Linked DNA regions of Mus musculus: all the other regions are linked to region 4. The links are chromatin contacts, called in public HiChIP or PLAC-seq and Micro-C maps. All regions are on one chromosome and are shown on one strand. Each heading gives the region's core, a stretch centred on a gene start, on an enhancer-like site or on the middle of the called end of the contact. The rest is flanking DNA. Distances are from core to core; before and after follow the strand shown.

Evidence for each region. Hi-C and Micro-C count contacts between places; a contact is called where the count stands out from the background. HiChIP or PLAC-seq counts read pairs in DNA pulled down with a chosen protein or histone mark.
Region 1: a FOXA1 HiChIP or PLAC-seq map of pancreatic cancer cells shows a contact between it and region 4. The contact joins the promoter of Ybx2 here to the promoter of Mink1 in region 4. A contact is called at or near these places in 1 of 39 promoter capture datasets (liver) and 1 of 115 datasets of contacts at active chromatin or transcription factors (pancreatic cancer cells).
Region 2: a Micro-C map of embryonic stem cells shows a contact between it and region 4, with 7 times the contacts expected there. The contact joins the promoter of Neurl4 here to the promoter of Mink1 in region 4. A contact is called at or near these places in 2 of 39 promoter capture datasets (liver and neural stem cells), 1 of 484 Hi-C or Micro-C datasets (embryonic stem cells) and 2 of 115 datasets of contacts at active chromatin or transcription factors (bone marrow-derived macrophages and pancreatic cancer cells).
Region 3: a FOXA1 HiChIP or PLAC-seq map of pancreatic cancer cells shows a contact between it and region 4. The contact joins the promoter of Chrnb1 here to the promoter of Mink1 in region 4. A contact is called at or near these places in 1 of 39 promoter capture datasets (liver) and 1 of 115 datasets of contacts at active chromatin or transcription factors (pancreatic cancer cells).

Annotation. Positions count from the first base shown.
Region 1 is chr11:69,932,192-69,937,169 of GRCm38.p6, reverse strand. Ybx2 (Y box protein 2) reads right to left here and starts at 1,271. Exons shown (of 9, transcript NM_016875.3): 1 at 922-1,271; 2 at 210-273. The coding sequence starts at 1,195.
Region 2 is chr11:69,898,900-69,903,979 of GRCm38.p6, reverse strand. It overlaps Neurl4 (neuralized E3 ubiquitin protein ligase 4), which reads right to left and starts at 2,164. Exons shown (of 29, transcript NM_001013414.3): 1 at 1,795-2,164; 2 at 528-972; 3 at 261-326; 4 at 1-115. The coding sequence starts at 2,082. 2810408A11Rik (RIKEN cDNA 2810408A11 gene) reads left to right here and starts at 3,066. Exons shown (of 9, transcript NM_001382461.1): 1 at 3,066-3,677; 2 at 4,170-4,274; 3 at 4,392-4,463; 4 at 4,693-4,781; 5 at 4,888-5,080. The coding sequence starts at 3,229.
Region 3 is chr11:69,791,897-69,797,299 of GRCm38.p6, reverse strand. It overlaps Chrnb1 (cholinergic receptor, nicotinic, beta polypeptide 1 (muscle)), which reads left to right and starts at 1,363. Exons shown (of 11, transcript NM_009601.4): 1 at 1,363-1,478; 2 at 1,566-1,705; 3 at 2,287-2,331; 4 at 3,041-3,150; 5 at 3,308-3,416; 6 at 3,688-3,835; 7 at 4,392-4,601. The coding sequence starts at 1,421. Fgf11 (fibroblast growth factor 11) reads left to right here. Exons shown (of 5, transcript NM_001362623.1): 5 at 1-1,232.
Region 4 is chr11:70,560,595-70,565,668 of GRCm38.p6, reverse strand. It overlaps Mink1 (misshapen-like kinase 1 (zebrafish)), which reads right to left and starts at 2,788. Exons shown (of 33, transcript NM_001045964.1): 1 at 2,543-2,788. The coding sequence starts at 2,599.

The sequences.
Region 1 (4,978 bases), core at 22-2,521, 630 kb after region 4:
AAGCCTCTGCTGCCCTTGAAGATGTGGGTGCAGCCTCTCCTTGCCAGTAAGCATACATTTGTGTTGTGGTTAAAGACTTTCAACTAGCCTCAGCTGGACATCACAACCATGTGCCTTGGCAGGGGTAGAGATGAAATAAGGTGTCCAATCCCACAGGTCAGTTCGGAAAAAGACACCCGTTCCTCCCCCTCCCTGGGTTCCTCGGATACCTGTTGATGAATCCGTAACCATTCCGGACGTTGAACCATTTGACTGTGCCCAGGACTTGGATTGCTGCCAGGCAGAGATGCAGTGGGGATAGTAAGATGGGGGAAGAGACGGGAGTTGGGCTGAGTTTTGAGAGAAAACTAAGCTAAAACCTAACCTGCCTCCCTAATAAGCTGCGAGTCAACCAGACTTCGCTGGAAGTGTCAAAGTACTCTTAACCCTCTTTCTAAGTGGAAAAACACACAGGGGGGTTTCAGGCTCTCAAACCCACGTTCCTCACATCCTACGGAGTTCAGGTCTTTCACCTAGAACCGGGTACTCACCTGGTCCACCCTCAGGGTCAAAACTCAACAGCCGTTCTAGCCCTCCTAAATTTAAGAGACCCCATCCACCTGCCTCCCAAGCTCAGAGGTTTACCTAACAAGAACCGGAGTCAACTACACCAAGTATCCCGCAAACAGGGGTGTGGCCAGACCCGGAGGTTTTTATTTTCCTACCCAAAGCCTTAGCTGAACCTGCCTGCCCCGCCCTCCGGCTCATGAAGGTGCGGCAAGATTTCCCTCCAGCGGAATCCACTAATAGTTTATTCGGCAGCTCCGGGACTAGTTATGATTAGTCCTTCGGGCCAGGCCTACCTTCGGCTTTCCAGACCCCGCTGCCCCTCCCCCAGCCCGCCGACCCTGAGAGCCGCCCTAGCGCGTGCCCCCCCCTCACCCAGCACCGGCTTGTCCGCCTGACTCCGGGCCGGGGGCGCGGGAGTCCCCGAGGCCGCCGTCGCCTGGTTGCCAGGGGTGCGAGGGCCGGGCGCTGAGGGGGTCCCAGCAGCGGGGCCAGAGGCGGCTCCGCCCCCGCCGCCCGCCCCGCCGCCTGCTTTCTGCGGCTCTCCCGCGGGCACCGGTACCACCACCGCTACCACCCCCGCCGCCGTCGCGGGCACCGTCGCCGCGGGGGCCGCTGTCGCCACCACTGACGCCTCCGCCTCGCTCATCCCGCCGGGTCCAGTACCGGCCCCCGCCGCCACCGCCTCCTCCGCCGCTGCCACCACCACCACCCCGGCCCCTCCCCCCGGCTCGCGGACCGGCCACCCGGCTCGGTCCTCGCGCCCCGAGCCTCGCCCGCACGCCTGCCGCGGGCCCTGAGCCGAGGCCAATCGCAGTCGGCTGAAGCGGCGCGCTCAGGTCCCGCCTCCCGGCCGCCGGCCAATCGTAGCCGCGCAGCCCCCCAGGCCCGCACGCCAGCCCCGCCTCCCGGACTCCGCTCTAAAGCTGCGGCCCCCTCCCGCAACTCCGTAAGTACACCTGAGCCCCACCTCCCCGCCGCCACGTGATGCCCTCGGCCCAGCCCATTGGCTAATGGCTCATTTCCCCTCCCCCTCCGCCCCTTTCCACCGGCCGCGGGAAATCAAACCGGCTGGTGGCGCCTCAACGGCCACCTGGTTTCTGTGCGCAAGGCGGGGCCGGGGCGAGCCTCCAAGGTTGCCCCTGACGACCCGGGTGGGGGTAGCGGCCGGCAGCCGCGGTTCTGCAGTGAGGGGGGCCCGCTGACCTCCACTCTTCAGACGGTCGGTGCCCGAACTCTCCACCCACTACCGCCCTGGGTACCTTCCCACACAGAACGTCCACGCACACTCCAGGGCAGGCACAGTGGCTGTCACAAGCAGAAACCTCTCGTTTTTATGTTTTGAAACAAGGTCTGTGTAGCACAGCCTGGCCTTGAGCTCCTGATCCTCTTGCTTTCGCCTCCCCAGTGCAGCCTTACTGAGTTCGAAGTCAGCTTGGATCATATAGTGAGTTCCAGGACAGTTTGGGCTACACTGAGAGGCAATGTCTCAAGAAATGAGAAAAAAAGAAACAAAGCAACATTTACAGATTTAGAACAAAGCGCAGCTCTTTTCTTAGTTTTAATAAAATATCCATACATGTAGCCAACACCCTAAGATACCTTCTTTATAGGTTATGTATGGTAGATAGCACCTGTAATTCCAGCACTCTGAAAGCCAAGGAAGGAAGATTCACTAGTTGAGGCCAGGTAGAGCTCATGTGTTAAACAAACTAAAGTTCGTTATTTTTGCTCCAGGAAAGTCCTTTTAAGCCTTCTCTGGCCTCCTGACCCTCTTGCCGCAGTTCTGGTGTCTCCCATCAAGTACTTCAGATTTTCTTAGGTTCAGGATTGCAGGACCAGCTTTGTATAAGCTGTTTGCTTAAAACTTGCTATCTTTGCGTCTCGTGGCCGGGGGTGGGAGGAGTGTCTCTTCAAGTATCAACTAACCTATCTTATCGTGACTTTTTAAAAAATATGAAATGGTTTTGACCCTTTATTTCCTTTAATGTTCTGAACACACATTAGGCAGTAAACGCCACAGCAGTAACTCTTTTGTCTCAGCACCTGGAACAACGCATCACCGATCAGAATAAGTGTTGGTTCCCAATCTGCAGACGGCTCTAAGTCACTCTTTCCGAGGGCCGCCTCCTTCACATGAGAGGACATGGGCGACACTAAACAGAGATCATATTTATCCCACTGGGAGTAGCACGAGTGAGCCGCTGAGTTTGTCCGCGCTCCCCAAGTGAGCTCTGGCGGTGCCCGCTACGCGGATAGCCCCGTATGATCTCTCTCCCTGTCCCAGCGCGCCCTCTGCTGGCCTCTCCTGGGGTCCACCTAGTCATAATTTCAACAGCAAACTTGCCCACCGCACCCCTCTGGTCCTTTAAGAGCTGAGGATTGGAATTTTTAGGGCATCAGGCAGAGTGAATACAAAAAGAGAAGAGACAAGAAAAGAACCAAGTCTCCAGGGAGGCAGTAGGTGCGCAGAAATGACCGCTTCCTTATACTGTTAAAGCTTCTAACTCTAACCCTGACCCCGAAAAGAGAGAGATCCTAGTTGAGGAAAGCAATCTCACTGCTGTAACAGAAGACTCAGAAAGGTGTCAAAGGTACGGAGGAGTTCAGATGTGGGCTGAATAATGAGTGGGAGAACGAGAGGAAGCCCACAAGCGGAGGTGAGCCCTTTTTGTATTAAGATTAAGAAACTGGGGGCTGGTGAGATGGCTCAGTGGGTAGGAGCACTGACTGCTCTTCCAAAGGTCCTGAGTTCATATCCCAGCAACCACATGGTGGCTCACAACCACCCATAAAACCACCCATAATGAGATCTGACGCCCTCTTCTGGTGTGTCTGAAGACAGCTACAGTGTACTTATGTATAATAATAAATAAGTCTGCCGGGCAGTGGTGCGCGCGCCTTTAATTCCAGCCCTTGGGAAGCAGAGGCAGGCGGATTTCTGAGTTCGAGGCCAGAACTCAGAAATCCGCCTGCCTTTGCCTACCAAGTGCTGGGATTAAAGGCATGCGCCACCATGCCCGGCAACTATTTTTAATAAAATAAAAATGAGTTGTGGTGGGCTGAAGAGATAGCTTAGTGGTTAAGAGAACTGACTGCTCTTTCAAAGGCCCTGAGTTTAATTCCCAGCAACCACATGTGATGGCTCACAACCATCTGTAATGGGAGCCGATGCCCTCTTCTGGTGTGTCTGAACACAGTGATTCCTCACATATATTAAATAAATAAATAAATCTTTTTAAAAAATGGGTTGTGGCGCTGGGCTTTGCACATGTTAGACAAACACTCTACCGTTGAGCTATAACCCAGCCTCTCAAACTGTTTAACTGGTTTTTCAGTTTGGTTGTTTTGAGATAAGATCTCTCTCTGGAGACCAGGCTGGCCTTGAACCACCTGCTTCTGTTTCTTGAGTGCCTAGATTAAAGATATGTGCTACTATGAAGCAGAGGCTCTTTTTTTTTTCCACCTAAGATATTTGTGGATGACTTTTTTTCTTCCTGGCTAACTGTCCCACTGAGCTATATACCCGAACTTTCCTGCCCATTTTTTATATTTTTTTTTTCTTCTGAAGACTGAGTCTCATTAAGCTGCTCAAGTTGGCCTTTAACTCTTTCTGAAATCTAGGTAGAACTTGACCTCTTGACCTTCCTGCCTCAGGTACTGAGTGAGTTCCTAGACTTTCCCAACACTTACCCCTTCCACAACCCAAGCTCCCTGCCCATTCAGCTTGTTCTCCCCCAGTCTCACATCTCTAGTGTCGTCAGGCCTAGCTGTGCTCTCCCATCTCTTGTTTGTCGTCGTATTTAGTCTCTGGCTCTGCTGATGACTTTCTTCATATTTATTGGCTAGGCTTAGTGGCACACACCTTCAAGCCCAGCATTCAAAAGGCACAAGCAAATGGATTTCTGGGAGTTTGAGGCCAGGCTGGTATACATAGTGAGTTCTAGGAAAACCAGGGTTATACGGAAAGACCCTGCCCACCCCCCCACCCCCCCCAAAATCACATTTATTAGAGACTGAAGAGATGGCTCAGTGTTTAAGAGTGCTTGCTGCTCTTGTTAAAACAAAACGACAACAACAACAACAACAAAATCCCATGGATTTGGTTTGCAGCATCCACATGGTAGCCCATAAGCATCTAACTCAGGTCCCAGGGGATCTGTCGCCCTCTATTGATGTCCTCAGGCCCTGCAAGCAGGTAATGCACTTGCATACTTGGCAGGCAAAATGCAATTTTATTTTATTTTATTTTATTTTATTTTATTCTTGGTCTTTTGAGGCAGGCTGTCTCTGTGTAACAGAGCCCTGGCTACCCTGGACTAAGACCTTGCCGGCTTTGAACTCACAGAGATCTACCTGCCTCAGCCTCCCATGCTCCACCATGCCCTTGCTGCAGTTCTTTTTCTAAATTACACTCGCTTCCTGGAGGAAC
Region 2 (5,080 bases), core at 915-3,414, 660 kb after region 4:
GATGCCAGTCCGTCCCCTGCTGGTGGGGAGCTCAGGCTCACATTAAGGAGGCCCCCATTGTAGGCAGACAGGATGGCGTTGCTCACCACCTCAGACAGCTCCATACTGGCAAAGTCTGTAGCAGCAAGAAGAAGGAAGTCAAGACAGAGCTCTCTTCCCCACAGCCAGCTTGGGACCCTCTTCTCCCTACCGTCTCTTAGATCCCACCCTGTCCGCCTCAGTACCCACTCCCCTTCCCTGGCCTTCCCCGAAGCCCTCACCATTATGCGAATCAAGGCTGTTAGGAAACGTCTCCGGCCGTGCCTGCGCTGGGGACACCATGAAGGCTAGGGACCAGGTAGGATGGGAGGGGAATAGGGTTCAGCTCATGCTTCAGGGCCCAGTCAGGAGACCATCTCTTCTAACCCCTCTATTCCCCTGTAATGGCTCTGGGCTCAATGGTCCCTTCCCTCCCCCAGCTGACTTGTGACTGCTTTCGCCCCATTTCTTCAGCCAAAACTCATGTTTCCCCGAAGCTGTGTTCTCACCTTCATCCACAGAGGTCCCCTGTTCCAACAGGGCTGAATCTTCTGGAGGGGCCAAGGGCTCAAGGGGAGGTGTGGGGACAGGAGTGGGAGGGCTGAAGCCTGGCTCGGAGGGCAGCACAGTGATCTGGGTGCACTTGCCATAAAGGTCCACAACAGCCCAGACACGAGCAGGCAGGCCTGTGGCTGCCACACCACAATCCCGCCCGTTTACCCAGAGCCGGAGCTCCCCAGTGGCTGTGCGTTCCACACCCACACGGTCCCCTTCGACAAGCTGGTCCAGGTCCTGGCCATATTCCTCCAACACAGAGCGCCCGTCCCGCAGCACTGAGCAGCCTGACACTACCCAGGAGCCTCCCTTCAGCCCGGTGGCACTGCTCGGGAAGTCCAACACACTGGGATCCAGTGCTGTCACTCCAATCTCAATGGAGCCACTCCAGGAGTTGACCTATGAGAGGGTGGTGGACAGAGTTTCTGTATGAAATCCCATCACCAGAGGCCACATTCCAGAGCACCGTGTGCCTCTCACCCTGTCCTCTGAGGCCACTGACATAGACACACAAATAATTTTTGGAACTAGCCTCCATAACTACCAGGACCCACTGGCTCTCAGCATCTGTGTCTGCTGACACGTGTTTTAGCACATCACCCCCTCTACCCACTGAACAAGCTGGTTAAAGGCCCTGGTTTTAACCCGATCTCCTCTTACTTCCCAGTCTCTGTAGCTCCTCAGCCACTCCAATCCCATGCTTCTTAGGTCCACAATGCTCGCTCTCCTACATCACTCTCATTCCCAACCCCAATACTCTAGTAGGGCAAAGCTCCACCCAAATTCATTCTCTTCTCTTTCCAAATTCGTTTTGGAGTCAAGCAAGTCACATACACTCCCTTTTTCGCATGTCTCCTCATCTATCTTTCTGGTTTGGGACGTTTGTCAACAGTTTGCGCTTTTTATTATTTCTCTACTCTTCCATCTCGGGCACCTGTCAGTCTTCCATCCCTAAGAGATTGTGCTAGACGTGTTCACTAGCCATTCTAACCACCGGACCCTGGCTCCCTGTCCTGCGGGAAACGAATGCTCCTTCAGAATGAATGTGTCTGCTCCGTGTCCTTCTCCTTTCTCTTCCCCGGTGCACTACAGTGTGCCGGCTCGCTATCGGTACCTGGAGGCTCGGTTGGAGATGCAGACCTTCTGGCAGTCCTACCGCTTCTCCCTCCCGTCCCCTCCCACTCCCCTCCACACCTCGTTTCAGCTGCCCCGGCTTTGCACCTTGCGGTCGATGCGGACGGTGAAGACGCGTCCATCGCGCAAGGGTTCTCGGCTCAGCACCAGCCCGTGGTTAAACTCTTGGCCCGGCTGCTGCCGCCGCGCCGTGCGCCCGCAGGCCGACAGGCTGACCAAGCGCCCGGTGCGCGGGTGCAGCTCCCCGCCACCGCCGAGACCCCCGCCGGACCCCAGGCCTGGTCCGCTGCTGCCAGGGCCCCCACCCCCGCCGGGCCCCGGTCCTGGCCCGGGGCCCGCCCCAGAGCCCCCACTCCCACCCGACCCCGCCGCCATCGCCGCTGATACCGCGGCCGCGCGACAGCCGCGCTTGGCGGCACCGTGGCAACCGCGGCGGCCAGACGCCCTGGGGGAATACGGCCGGGGGGCTGGGGCCTGGTGTGCTTTACGGCACTGAAGCGTCCGCAGCTAAGGAACCGAGGTCTCTCACGAGGGGAACGGAAGGACGACGGGGTCGGGGGACTGCTTTACGGCCCAGCGGGACGACAGAGGCTACGAGAGCCGGGAAGATTTGGGCTGCTTTTGCGACAGTGGATGGCAGAATCGCCCGCCGCAGGCGTCTTTGCGACGAAGGCGTGCTGGCGCCCAGATACACTTTGCGACGTCGCCCGGCGCCTTGGACCCAACCCTTGTTAGGGAAAAGCGACATATTAGAGCATTCGCCTTAACGCAAGGGCTGGTGGCTTCCCCTAACACCGCACGCTTTAAGGCGATGGAAGTAAACGCTATCTTCGGGACAGAGAAAAAGTAGTTTTATAAATCCAAGTCTCAGCCCTTCACAGTGCCGAGGCCGGAAATGTCGCAATCCGATCACGCATCACACCTCTCCTTGACCCAGTCTCGCACCTCACCCCGCTCCGGCCCCACAGACTTTGCATCACACCTCTCCTACCCGCACACATTTCAAGGCCAACTTGAGCTCTGTGCCAATGAAACTCTTAAATCTTAAAAGTTACTAATAAAAATCCTAGCGGTGTCCCGTTGGGTAATCTCAAGGGACAGAGCGGACACCTCTGAGAGGTTACCTGAGAGCTATTAACAGAACCCAGCCCTACTCAGGCTCTCCCTGGTGTTGCGGGGCTGTGACATCACAAGGCTCCTCACCGCTGGCCAGGCCCCTTGACTGTGATTGGTTGATTCGGAGAAGGGCGGTGATGGAGAAGGGCGGGAACAAATTACAGAGACAAAGAAAGTCTTGGGGTGTAACAATAAGGGAAGGGTGTGCGGAGGAACTCCCAGGCTGAAGTCTGATAGTCGACCTTTCACCTGCCTCAGCGCCAGGGAGAAGAGGCAGAGGAGGTCCGGTCTGACCCGGAGCCCCCAGCGCCCACCGCCCGCCGCGATGGGGGCAGGGCCAACGGGCAGGGCTATGTGCAGCTAGAAGGGTAGGCAGTGGAATTGAAGTGGTTACCAAGTTGAGCTATGGAGAAGCCGGAGTCTCTCGCACCTGTTAGTGGCCTCAGTGCAGAATCCCCTGGGGGGGTTTCTAGGGCAGTACCTGGCAGTGCCAGAGGTATGCAAACAGACACCGGATTACCCCCCGGAGTAGCCTTGCTTCGCGGTCCTGGCTCCCTCTTGCATTCCGGGAACCCTGTAGTCCGCAGTCCTGGTCCAATTCAGCCCTCTGAAGGGGCAGTGACCCTCAATTCAGGACCCGCTCCGCAACTTCAGGAGGTTGCAAGCCTTGGGTCCAGCACATCCCCTGGCACTGGAACTGGTGCAACTAAGGCGTCCACCCCCGGGCCGGAGGAGGCTAAAGTGTACAGCTCGGAGAGTAGTACACACTCCGGGACATCTTTCACGGAGCGGCCTCGGAGCATCCTAAAAAACAGCAGCTCCATTTTGATAAAGAAACCCCCCGGTTCGGAGAAGTAAGCAACTCAGCTGGTTTTTTTTTTTTTTTTGTTTTTTTGTTTTTTTTTTTTTTAATGGTTTTAGAGCTTTATTGTAGAAAGGCAGGGGGAAAGAGCGAGGGAAGGAGGGCTAGAGAGTAAGAAAGGTGAGAGCTTAAATAGCAGCAACTCAGCTTTTAGCCAGCAGCCCTGAGACGGGAGGGAGGGAGGAGTTCAGGACACCTTGAGCTGAAGCCAAGAAAAAAACAGAGTCCCAAGGCCCTGGTTAGGGAGAGGTGGTGAGGTCAAATAGGTTGGAAATCTGAAGTTCCATGACTTGGAGAGGGCAGCAGGTGTCACAGGAATCCTGGCCACACAGCACTGATTATCACTGGGTATCTGGCTCCCATCCTAGCCTCTACGAGGGAATATAAGAAGAATTTTTTGAATGCCGGGAAGAATGAAGGAGACCTCTCTGTTAGGAGAGGGTCGCCAGAAGAGCTTCCTCCTTTGCTCCTTCCCTCACCTTAGGAAGTCTCAGCGCTGGGATGAAATGAACATCTTGGCTACCTACCACCCTGCTGACAAAGACTATGGCTTTATGAAGGCGGATGAGCCCAGAACCCCCTACCACAGGTGCTAAGCCCTAGCTTTTGAGCCTAAACTGTATTCTAACATGTGGCTATGAGGAAGAGGCAGAGAAGCCTCGGGGCACAAACACTGCCTCCTCCTCCTCCTCCTCCTCCTCTGCAGGCTGCAGGACACCGATGAGGACCCATCTGCAGAATCTTCTCTCAAGGTGACTCCTCAGTCAGTGGCAGAGAGGTGAGAGCCCTCTCAGAGATTAGTTGAGCTGTGCCCTCTGCCCTCATACCTTTGAAGGCAGTCTCAGATAGCTTTGTTCCTCAAACCCTAAAATGGTAGGTACTACCTACCTCCTCAGGCCTAACCAAAGCTGATCTAGGCAATCAGCAGCTTGGTCCCCACCCAACACCTACCCCCACCATCATTTTTTTTCCCTTCTGTACCCCCAACTAGTCTCCCTCCCCTTCAGGTTTGCCACAATGGACAATTTCCTCCCCAAGGTCCTCCAGTACGGAGACAACAAAAACTCAAAGGACACAGACAACTTTGCCAAGACATGTATGTGAGACGTGGGGTGGGTCTCGATGGACAGGGGAGCTTGGGTGGGGGGCAGCCCTTCTGTGAAGACCTTGGGGGAAAGCTAAGCTTTCACGCTGGCCCACAGACTCCAGTGATTTTGACAAGCACCGAAAGATACACTACAGTGAAGGGAAGTTCCTAAAGTCCCCAAAAAACCTGCCCACTGAGGAAGAGAGCATTGGGGCTAGTGCCAGCATCAGCAGCAGTAATCAAGCTGTGGCGACAGACCTGAAGCCTAGGCCTGTGGAGAAAGGCTGGGCAGGAAGACTGGCCACAGG
Region 3 (5,403 bases), core at 114-2,613, 770 kb after region 4:
ATGAGCTATGGGTAGAACTCAGCTATGATTAATTAAAAACTGATTGGCTCTGAGCTGTGCTTGGTGGCACACACCTGTAATTCAGCACCCGGGAGGCTGAATCAGACAGATCCTGAGTTGGAGGCCATCCTGGGCTACAATAGCAAAACCCTGTCTCAAAAGCCAATACACACACACACATACACACACACACACACACACACACACAGAGAGAGAGAGAGAGAAAGAGAGAGAGAGAGAGAGAGAGAGAGAGAACTAATCAGTACTGAACGGATCAAGAACCACTTCTTGCTTTTCCTAAATAATTTTCTAAAAATAGTCCCTCCAGAATACTAACCTTACTTTTACATGGTTTCTAGTTTCAGCATTCCAACTAGGGTTCTGCCAGGGAGACAAGAGTCTGGGGAAAGATACAGGAATTCTGGAAGAATATACCTGGCTCCTAGAAGGGAAGCTGAGAGGGAGAAAATGCCATGGTATGATTGAACCTGTGTCTGAACACTTAGCTACCTCAGCAGGAATTCCTTCCAGATCCCTTTTAAAGCTGAGGACTTTCGTTCTGATATGGTATGCTGCATCTGTGAGGTAAAGGAGAGGAGGAGAATCAGGAAATAAAAGGCTAGCCTGGGCTACCTAGTGAGGTCAGGGCCAGCCTAGGCTATGTGAGACCCTGTCTCAAACAACAGGAAGCTAAGGTCTACAATGAGAATAACTCTAGAATTAAAAAGGACAAATAGGGACACAGCCTTGACTCCCCCTCACAGCAGAGAGACCCCCAACTCAGCAATAAGTTCAACTTCTCCGAGCCCTCTACAGGTCAGGCTTAGGAAACGAGGAGCCTCTTGGGCTCCCAGACCTCATATGTATCCCCAGAGCTTCTAACTAAATAGAATTTACTTTACTTTACAGCTTTTAAACCTCAGGTGGGTTCTAAGTACCCAAAAAGGACCTGAAAAACGGAGAAAGCCATGGGGAACCTCTAGTAAAATAGGAGGTAGATTCTGAGTCTAGCAGATGTAGGTGGAAACGTCTATTGAGGTCCTAAGGGAGGGGCTAGTGCTCAAAGACAGGTCACTTTTCCTCAGGCCCTTTTACTTCTGGCTTGTTGCAAGAGATGCCCCCCTCCCTCATACAAACCCCGCTCAGGCTCCGCCCATCTCCTGGCACTGCTCTCAGGGGACGGGGTCTCCACTTCATGCTTTCTGTAATTAAAGATGATTTATACAACCGGAGTGTTATCTGACATTTGTGAGTGGAGGGCGACTGCAGTTGCTCCGGGCGGGACCAAGTCCCGAGGGCGGGGCGGGTGGGCTGGCGTCTGGTCCCCCGACAACAGGTGCACATTCCTGGGCGCCTCGTCACTTCCCCTGGCCTGAGGCCGCTATCCGGACAAACTTCACTGAGCGAAAGAGGCAGGGCCATGGCCTTAGGGGCGCTGCTTCTGCTTCTAGGGGTACTCGGGACGCCCCTCGCCCCAGGTAAGTCAGTTTGGGTCTCCAAGAGGCAGTGATGAGCAATGGTCACGGCCAGCCCCGGGAGCGTCACTTAGTGCTTTCCTTCGTCAGGCGCCCGCGGGTCGGAAGCCGAAGGCCAACTGATTAAGAAACTTTTCTCCAACTATGATAGCTCGGTGAGGCCGGCGCGGGAGGTGGGAGACCGCGTCGGGGTCAGCATCGGCCTCACCCTGGCGCAACTCATCAGCCTGGTGAGAGCGGCACTGCGGGTGGAGTCGCTGGGCAGGACCGACTGGGGGCGTGGCTTTAGACGCTGCCCAGAAGATCGACAGCCTGGGGGCGGGCGGGTTATGCTAAGAGGCAGACAAGCCTTTGGCGGTGATTGGGTAAAAATCAGACCAATGAACTAGTTCATGGGCGAGGCCTCTATGATAGGTACAGAATACTGTTCTGCTAACTCGCCTGTGGGCGGGTTTTGAGGCGGAGCTGGGGCAGAAGGACCTGCTACCGGGAGGACCTCGAGGCGGGGCTGTGTAATATTCTAGCAAAGTCCAGCAGAGCTTGGTACCTAAGCAGTCAATAAACAACTCTGAGCGGAGATTCAGAGTTGTATCCATTAGACGCCGGGCGTGGCCCGTGACTTAACCTCGACGTAAAAGAAAGGAAAGCAGGCACCAAGGCTGGTGTTTCGAGATTGATATGAGATGGAGTTTGCACCCAAGAAGGTGCAATTTAGAGAAAGGGACTAGAGATTCCATGGAGAAAGTAACTCACCGAACCCTCGTTTCCACCCACTTCATTTCACTTCTGCCTTTTAACTTTTCCATTCTAGAACGAGAAGGATGAAGAAATGAGCACAAAGGTGTACTTAGACCTGGTATGGAGACCTCGTGGGTTAGGGAAAGGCACCCTGTTTCCTTTATATTAATCTCCTGGAGTCCTCATCCCAGTAAGATTTTTTTTTAATAGTAACTCACAACGTACACATATAATAACTGAAACAGAATTTTCGATCAACAAATTTAAGATACAAGTTTGGGGATCACTAATTTGAATTCCCATCCTTGAAAGATCCTGAACTGCATGCAGGTTGAACATCACTTTAGGGTGGCTAGTTCAATCTCTTCAGTTATTTCTTAAATTATTCTATTTTTATTTTATGTGAATGGGTGTTTTGCTTGCATATGTCTGTGAAGCACATGCATAACTGGTGTCCGTGGAAGCCAGAAGAGGGCCCCTGTTCTCCTGGAACTAGAGTTACAGATGTTTGGGCCTTCCACGTAGGTGCTCGGAATCTATTTTGGGTCCTCTGGAAGAGTAGCCAGTGCCCTTAACCAATGAGGTATCTCTTTAGGCCCCTTCTTCGGTTTGAGACTGAAAAAAGAGAGTTCAGTCCAGGGCTCGGGACTGGGCGGAGGAAACCAGTTGACGTGAATCCCAGACAGTGACAGCATAGCCAGAACCTTTTTTCCTTTTCTCAGCCCTGTGCTTCTCCCCTTTGCACCCTCTTCCTGGCATTCTTTCTGACACCTCAAGCCTCTCCCAGCCCTTTAGCCTGAACAGCCCTTTAGCCTCTGCTTCCTTAGGAGTGGACCGACTACAGGTTAAGCTGGGACCCCGCAGAACATGATGGCATCGATTCTCTCCGCATCACTGCTGAATCCGTTTGGCTCCCTGATGTGGTGCTGCTGAACAAGTAGGGTCTTTCTAAAGCCTGGGCGGGGTTGAGGCATGAGGGGATTAGGGTAAGCCATGGTGTGTGTGTGTGTGTGTGTGTGTGTGTACCATCGGGGAAGGGGCAGGGTCTCCGGGGGACAGATCCAGATCCCATATGAAAAATCTCTTCCCTTTAGCAATGACGGAAATTTCGACGTTGCCCTGGACATCAATGTTGTGGTATCTTTCGAGGGCTCTGTGCGCTGGCAACCCCCTGGCCTGTACCGCAGCAGCTGCAGCATCCAGGTTTTCAAGCTTTTGTCTGACCTCAGGCTTCCTGACTCCCCAGCTACTCCCAATCCAGTGCCACCGTTCCTCCTGACCCAAACCTCTCGGTTGTCTGCCCTGACTTTCCACTGCCCTGTATCCTTGCTTTGGGATTCTGCCTTCTTCAGAGGTTGCCTGCCATATTTCTGATTCCCTTCTCCTTTGTAACCCGAGTCCAGTGACCTTCCAAACTCCCCTAGTCCTTCCTTGCCAGGTCTTTGGCAGCTCCAGTGTCTTCCCCTCCATCCAGGTCACCTACTTCCCCTTTGACTGGCAGAACTGCACCATGGTGTTTAGTTCCTACAGCTATGACAGCTCTGAGGTCAGCCTGAAGACGGGCCTGGATCCTGAAGGAGAGGAGAGGCAGGAAGTCTACATTCATGAAGGGACCTTCATTGGTGAGTGGACGTGGTTCTCACATCCAAGGCTGAGAGGCAGGTTCTCTTATGGATGCTCAGTGAACCTGGTGGGGTCAGCAACTTGGGGATGATGATCAATACTGCAAATATGGCAAAGGAAGCCAAGCGTGGTAAGTCAGACCTTTAATGCTAGCACTTGGAGGGGCAGGGTGAGGCAGGGGTATTGCTGTATATTCAGGGCCAGTCTGGACTACATTCAGATGCCCTGATTCTTAAAACAGACAAGCAAAAAATAGATGCAGCATACACAGGGATGATGAGATAGCTCAGTGGTAGAAGCTCTTGAAATGTAAACTTGACAGCCTGAATTCAGTCCCGGGAATCTACAGTGGAAGGAGAGAACTCCCAAAAGTTGTCCTTGAACCTTTGAATTCACATGGTGGCATGTACACACACGTGTACACACACACACACACACACACACACACACACACACACACACACTAAACAAATATGGAAGTTGAGGCTTGTTTATTAGAGGTAAGCTGCCATATCAGGCGCAGCTGGGTTTACTTATTCTGTCTCCCTCCTCCAGAGAATGGCCAATGGGAGATTATCCACAAACCTTCTAGGTTAATCCAACTTCCAGGGGATCAGAGAGGTGGGAAGGAAGGGCATCATGAGGAAGTTATCTTCTATCTCATTATTCGGCGGAAGCCTCTCTTCTACCTGGTCAACGTCATTGCCCCATGCATCCTCATCACGCTCCTGGCCATCTTTGTCTTCTACCTCCCACCAGATGCAGGTAAGGGCAGGGGCTCCAGGCTCTCTGTGGCGTTATCCCAGCATCTTCCTTCTCACCTTTTAGTCCAGGTTTGCTTTGGTGTTCTAAGATTTGTACACGAGGTGGATGGTGATGGCCAATGCCTTTAATCCCAGCATTTGAAGGCAGAGGCAGGCAGGTCTTTGAGTTCCAGGCCAGCCTGGTCTACAGAGCGAGTTCCAGGCCAGCCAAGGCTACACAAAGAAACTTTGACTTGAAAAAAAAAGATTTGTGCATACTCACACAGACACACCACACACACACACACACACACACACACACACACACACAGAGAGAGAGAGAGAGAGAGAGAGAGAGAGAGAGAGAGAGACTGGAGTTCCAGGCATTCCTGAGCCTCCTGAGGCAGATAGTACTGGGATCTGAACTTCAGACCTCTGATAGAGCACTAGCCTAGTTTTCTTTTTTGTAGGTGCGATAAAAGACTGGCCAAAACCAACTTATGGGAGGAAAGGGTTTTAATTGGCTTACAGGTTACAGTTCACCATCAAGGCTGGAGCTCAAAGTAAGAACTGAAAACAGATGGTGAAAGGACTCTGCTTGCTGGCTTGCTTCCTCTGGCTTGCTCAGCTACTTTCTTTATACAGTCCTGAACCACTTGCCCAGGAATGGCACTGTCCCATGGTGGATTGGGCTCTTCAATATCACCTAGCAATTAAGAGACTGTCCCCTACTCGCCCACAGGCTAGTCTGATGAAGTCGTTCCTTTTGACGTCTCCTTTTTCTCGGTTTGTGAAATGAACTGAAGTTCATCTAAATAAGCACT
Region 4 (5,074 bases), core at 1,539-4,038:
TCCACCATACAGGCAAGAAAACAGAGCTTAGGGAAGTTAGACCGCAGAGTCTGAAGGAAGGGAGGTAAGGATAACAAACCAACGTCTGTATCTTACAGGAGGTAAGGAAGCTGGGGTTTCAATTCAGAAAAGCAACTGGACTCATGTTCATCCCCCACTACACTACACCACCATACTGATGGACAAACAGCCCAAGAAGCCAAGGGTGGTGTGGTAACAAAGTAGCAGGTCCTTCTGGTCACCTTACTAAGAGATTAGTGCAACTCAGTCTTCCTCTAATATCAGACTATTACTCTCACCGTCAGCTGAAAACCAAGCCTTATCTTGAAACAAGAGGAGACAGACATCTGAGGTCATAGAGGCTAGCTTCTCAACCCTAAGGATGCTCTTCCCTCACCCTAACCCAACCACTGACACCAGGCTTGCACACTTGGTTAATTCTCCCAATGGTTCCATTCCTAACTAGAAAACGGGAACAGAAGAACAAGGTGTGACTGGGCCAGCTGCCTGACAGAGCCACAAGCAGTTCTCACAGATGTGTCGGACCGGACTGGCAATTGAGAGAGAAGCCAGCAAGGAGAGAGCAGCCTTTCCAGCCCCATTCAAGAAAGTACAGCTCTTCCACAGGTCCTGGAGTACCAGAGTGAGAGACATGAGCTGTTTTCTTCAGAGGCAGAAGGCAGGACAGACAGAAGTACAAGGAAAAGGTCACCCAGTTCTCTAGAAGGGAAGGAGAGGAACCCCCGGAGGAGTAAGCATGGAAAGAGGCTAACATACTTCACGGAGGGAAATACCATGTCCAAGGGCAAATAGTAATTTTCTGGAAATCCCAAGTTGGGGGCCCAGGATAAAGTTACCAGAGAAACCAAGAGAAAAGAGCAGTAGAGGACCAGAGGTAAAAATCAAAGGTCACTGCCTGCACCTACCCACTGGGTGACAGTGTTTCTTTATGGTCACCACAGCCAGACAACCTGCGGCCAGAGTTAATCAACAACTTCAGTTTGCAATTGCATTCCAAATGCAAGCACATTAAAACTTTACTCAAAACCTGGATTTCCATCTTACATCCCAAAGGACTCGAGTATCCCAGTTTAAACACTGACTAAGCTGATCTAAAGCCTCCCCTGTCAAAGCAAGCGCAGGCACACACAGAGGGAGAGAGAAGGAGAGAGGGGGACAGAAGAAGAGAGGGAGGGAGAGAGAGAGAGAGAGAAGAGAGGAAAGAGGGAGATCCAGTACTCAGTCTTGTTCTCCAGAAAGTTATCTCCAGTAAGTCAGGTCTCATAACCCAACGTTGCACCAAACAAATTATGACCTGAATGGCAAGGGAGGGAAAAAAAAAAAAAAAAAAAAAAAAACTGTGTCACCTAGAGAAACCCAATTAACAACATGACTCTGCTCTCTTCAATTCTCTCTCCCCTCCAGTCATATCCGGGGCACTTGTGAGGTGGCTGCCTTTTCCCTGGGTAATTTACAAGCCAGAAGCCAATGTGTACAGAGACCTTCTGAGAAGGTAAGCATGAGGTGGGGAATCCTGCTCTAGCTACACCTACGCCGCCGGTTGGGAAAGCTCACCGGGCATGGAATCAAAACACCACCTGGGAGACAGTCTGGAATGGTTCACCTTGAAATTTCTATGTTGCCCTTAAGACAAAGCTGCCCGCTAGAGAACACTTACAAATGCTGAACTGAAAATTCCGGGAGGAGAGAGAGTAAGTGCCCCACGTGGAACAATAAATGGGTTATTTGAAAGCATTCCTGACACAGTTGTTTCCTCTTAACCGCTTCCCTAATGAACCCCTCCCTCCAACTCTCCTTTGCCTCCACTCCCACTAGTTCCCTCCCTACTGACCTCAGGCAGCGTGTTGTGTGTGCGTGTGTGTTTGTGTGTGTGTGTGTGTGTGCTTGTACATGTATGTAAACATCGTCTTCCGGCCCGAGTTTCCGAGGAAATCCAGGCTTCCCTTCCTCCCACTGTGCACTTGTCTGTCCTCCCAGCCCCACGCGGCTGCAGAGTTAGTAATGTAATATTCAGGGACCCCGAGACCGGAAATGCCTGGGTCTGAAAAGCTGCACTTGAAACACGAGAAAAGGGATAGGGAAAGTGAACGTGGGATGGAGACGTAGGAGGTGTGTGGGGTGGAGCGAGGAGGTGAAATCCGCCCAACTTGCAATTTAGGGGTAGGCGAGGAAGAAAACGAGGGATGAGGGGGAGGCTGAGGCAGTTGCAAAGTCAAAATTCCAGGAGCCAGAAGAGGAGGTGGAGGAAGCAGACATGAGGGCCGAGAGAGGGGGGACACAAGAAAGGCTCTGCAGGTGATGCAGGGCTGTGTTTAGGGACACCAGAGGTGACCCTCAAACGCCTATAAAGGAGGGGACTCGGATCCCAGCAGCAAGGTAGGGGTGGCACGCAAGTGTGGGGGAGGGCAGCACAGGGTGGGGACCAAACTGGCTCCCAGAATCTCCAGAGGGCGAACCCCCGGGCGGCGAGAGCTCGGGGTAAGGGCAGGGGTCGCGGGCGCGAGGCTGGGGTGGTGCTCACCCGCAGGGCAGACAGGTCGATGTCGTCCAGGCTGCGGGCGGGGGCTGGGTCGCCCATGGCCGCCGCGGGGCCACTCACGCTCCGGCTCGCTCACTCCGCTGCCGCCGTCGCCGCTTCTCCCCCATCGGGGGACTCGAGGGGCGGGCTCCACCGCGCCTGCCCCGAAGGCCGGGGAGGGGGAGGGCCAGCGGGAGGACCGACCCAGCGGCTGACAGGCGCTCTCACCCGCGCGCCTGCAACCCGAGTCGCCGGCTGCCCTGCGCACGCGCAGAGCCGACCGTGACGCGAACGCGCCGGGCGCCCCCTCCTGCGGGGCGCCGACACCTGCGCGCAGGCGCAGGAGAGCGGGCGGAGGGCGAGCGCGGACCCAGTCTCGCTAGAGCCTGGAGTGGAAGGAGCGCGACCACCCGCTGGTGCGCGTGCGCATACACCTTCCCTTCCTTTTCCCCCTTTTATTATTGTTGCCTCCTCTCCTCTAGTTCCTTCGTTGATCTTTATTTGACTCCTTTTCTTCCCTTTCCCTCTTTCGTGTGCCCAGCTGCCAATCAAACCACCTACCTCTCGATTTGCGGGGGAAGGGAGGCGGGACCCAACCCCCTCTATTACTAGGGGGGTTGTTATGGTAACTCCCCACGCGAGGGCTGCTGGCCTCTAGATAGGACGTGCTGTCCACCCACCCAATTGCCATGGTAACAGTGGAGCCGCTGAAGGAGGGGCCACTCCGTGAGAACTTGGCTGGAGAAACCACGTGGGAGGGAAGGACGGGGCTACTGTCTGCCCTTTACTCCCTTTCTAGGCTGGAGTGGGGATGTTGGGAGCAGATAGGCACTCCTACTGCACACGTCTGTATCTGCTTCTCTTAGCACAGTGTTCTGCAGGAAAGAACTATCCCTGGAGTTGCTAGTGGTAAAGCAGAAGAAACTGTATCCAATCCCTTCAAATGTTTTTCCAGCTCCTCAGATCTACTCCTGTTGGCACAGCACCTCCAGCCGGTTAGTCTCACTAGAGGATGGGTGAGGCTTTGTAACTATAGACAGACATGTTCTGCCACTGACTAATGTGTTGTCTGACCCTGAGCAAGCAAATTTGCCTCTGGGCTTTTCTTTCTCTATGAAGTTGAGGGGAGAAGGTTCTGAGTTTTCAAGAGCTCTTCCAACACTAACACTCCCTCTGAAAATGAATATAAACATTGCTTAGGTGAGCTTGAATTCTCTGGAGGCTTCTTGGCACATTTGGGTGCACATTCAAACTTGCTCCGGGTACTCTCCTGACTCATTTACCTTGCCCCTGATATGCAAGCCACAATCCCCATTTGGCCTTCCCACATGGCCTCTCTGCCTGGCACCTTCGATTAAATTCTTCATTATCCAGAAGTGATTTTTTTTTCTAAAACTTAAATCTGGCATCATTGTCCTGTTTAAAACGGTTTTCTGAACCCCACCATTCAGGAAGCTGAGGCAGGAGGATTACATTTTCTATTAGCCTGGACTATAAAATGACAGGGGGAAAAAAAAAAAAAACAAAATGAGAAAAAAAAAAAAAAAAAAAAAAAACACCGTTTGATGACTCCCACTGCCTTGTGGGTAGTGATATCAAAGACTTTCAAGATTCTGCTGTTTCTTTGACCTTATGTATATATATTTTTCTTTTCTGGTCTTATGTTCTAATAAACCATACTTAAACTTGCTCCAGATGTAATGAAATATATTCTACTTGAAGCCCCCAGAACACCTCTTACCTGTCTTTGCACTTACTTCTCTTTGCCCTGGAGTATTCTCCAACTTCCAGCTGTGCTGACTACTTTTATGTCAACTTGACACAAGCTAGAGCAATTTGAGAAAAGGGAACCTCACCTGAGAAAACACCCTCACCGGGTTGGCCTGTGGGTAAGCCAGTGAAGCCTTCTCTTAACTGGTCATTGATGTGGGAGGTCCCAGCCCACTGTGGGTGGTGTCACTCCTGGGCATGTGGTCCTGGATTGTGTAAGGAAGCAGGTAGAGCAAGCCAGTGAGCCTCTGCGCCATCTTCTGTGGCCTCTGCTTCAGTTTCTGCTTCCAGGTTCCTGCCCTGACTTCCTTCAGAAAGGGAGTATGATCTGAGCACTGTAAGCTGAGATAAACCCTTTCCTCCCCATGTTGCTCTTGGTTGGGGTGTTTTATTACAAAGTAGAAACCCAACCGAGACACTAGCCACGGCCACTCTCATTGGCCTTTGCTTTGCCTGGCCTGCTGGAATCACCTCTCTATGCACACTATTTTACAATATTTTGTTACATGCATTTGTATGCATGCAGGGGTACATGCACAAAGGACTACCTCTGTGTGGAGATCTCCTGGGTATGGTGGCTCAAACCTCTAATAAAGTTCTCAAGAGGATTTCCAGAAAGTACAAGGCCTTCCTGGACTACAAAGTAAGATCCTGGCCAGCCTGTGCTATATGAAGCCTTGTCTTTTTTTTTTAAGATTTATTTTTATGTATATGAGTACACTGTAGCTGTACAGATGGTTTTGAGCCATCATGTGGTTGCTGGGA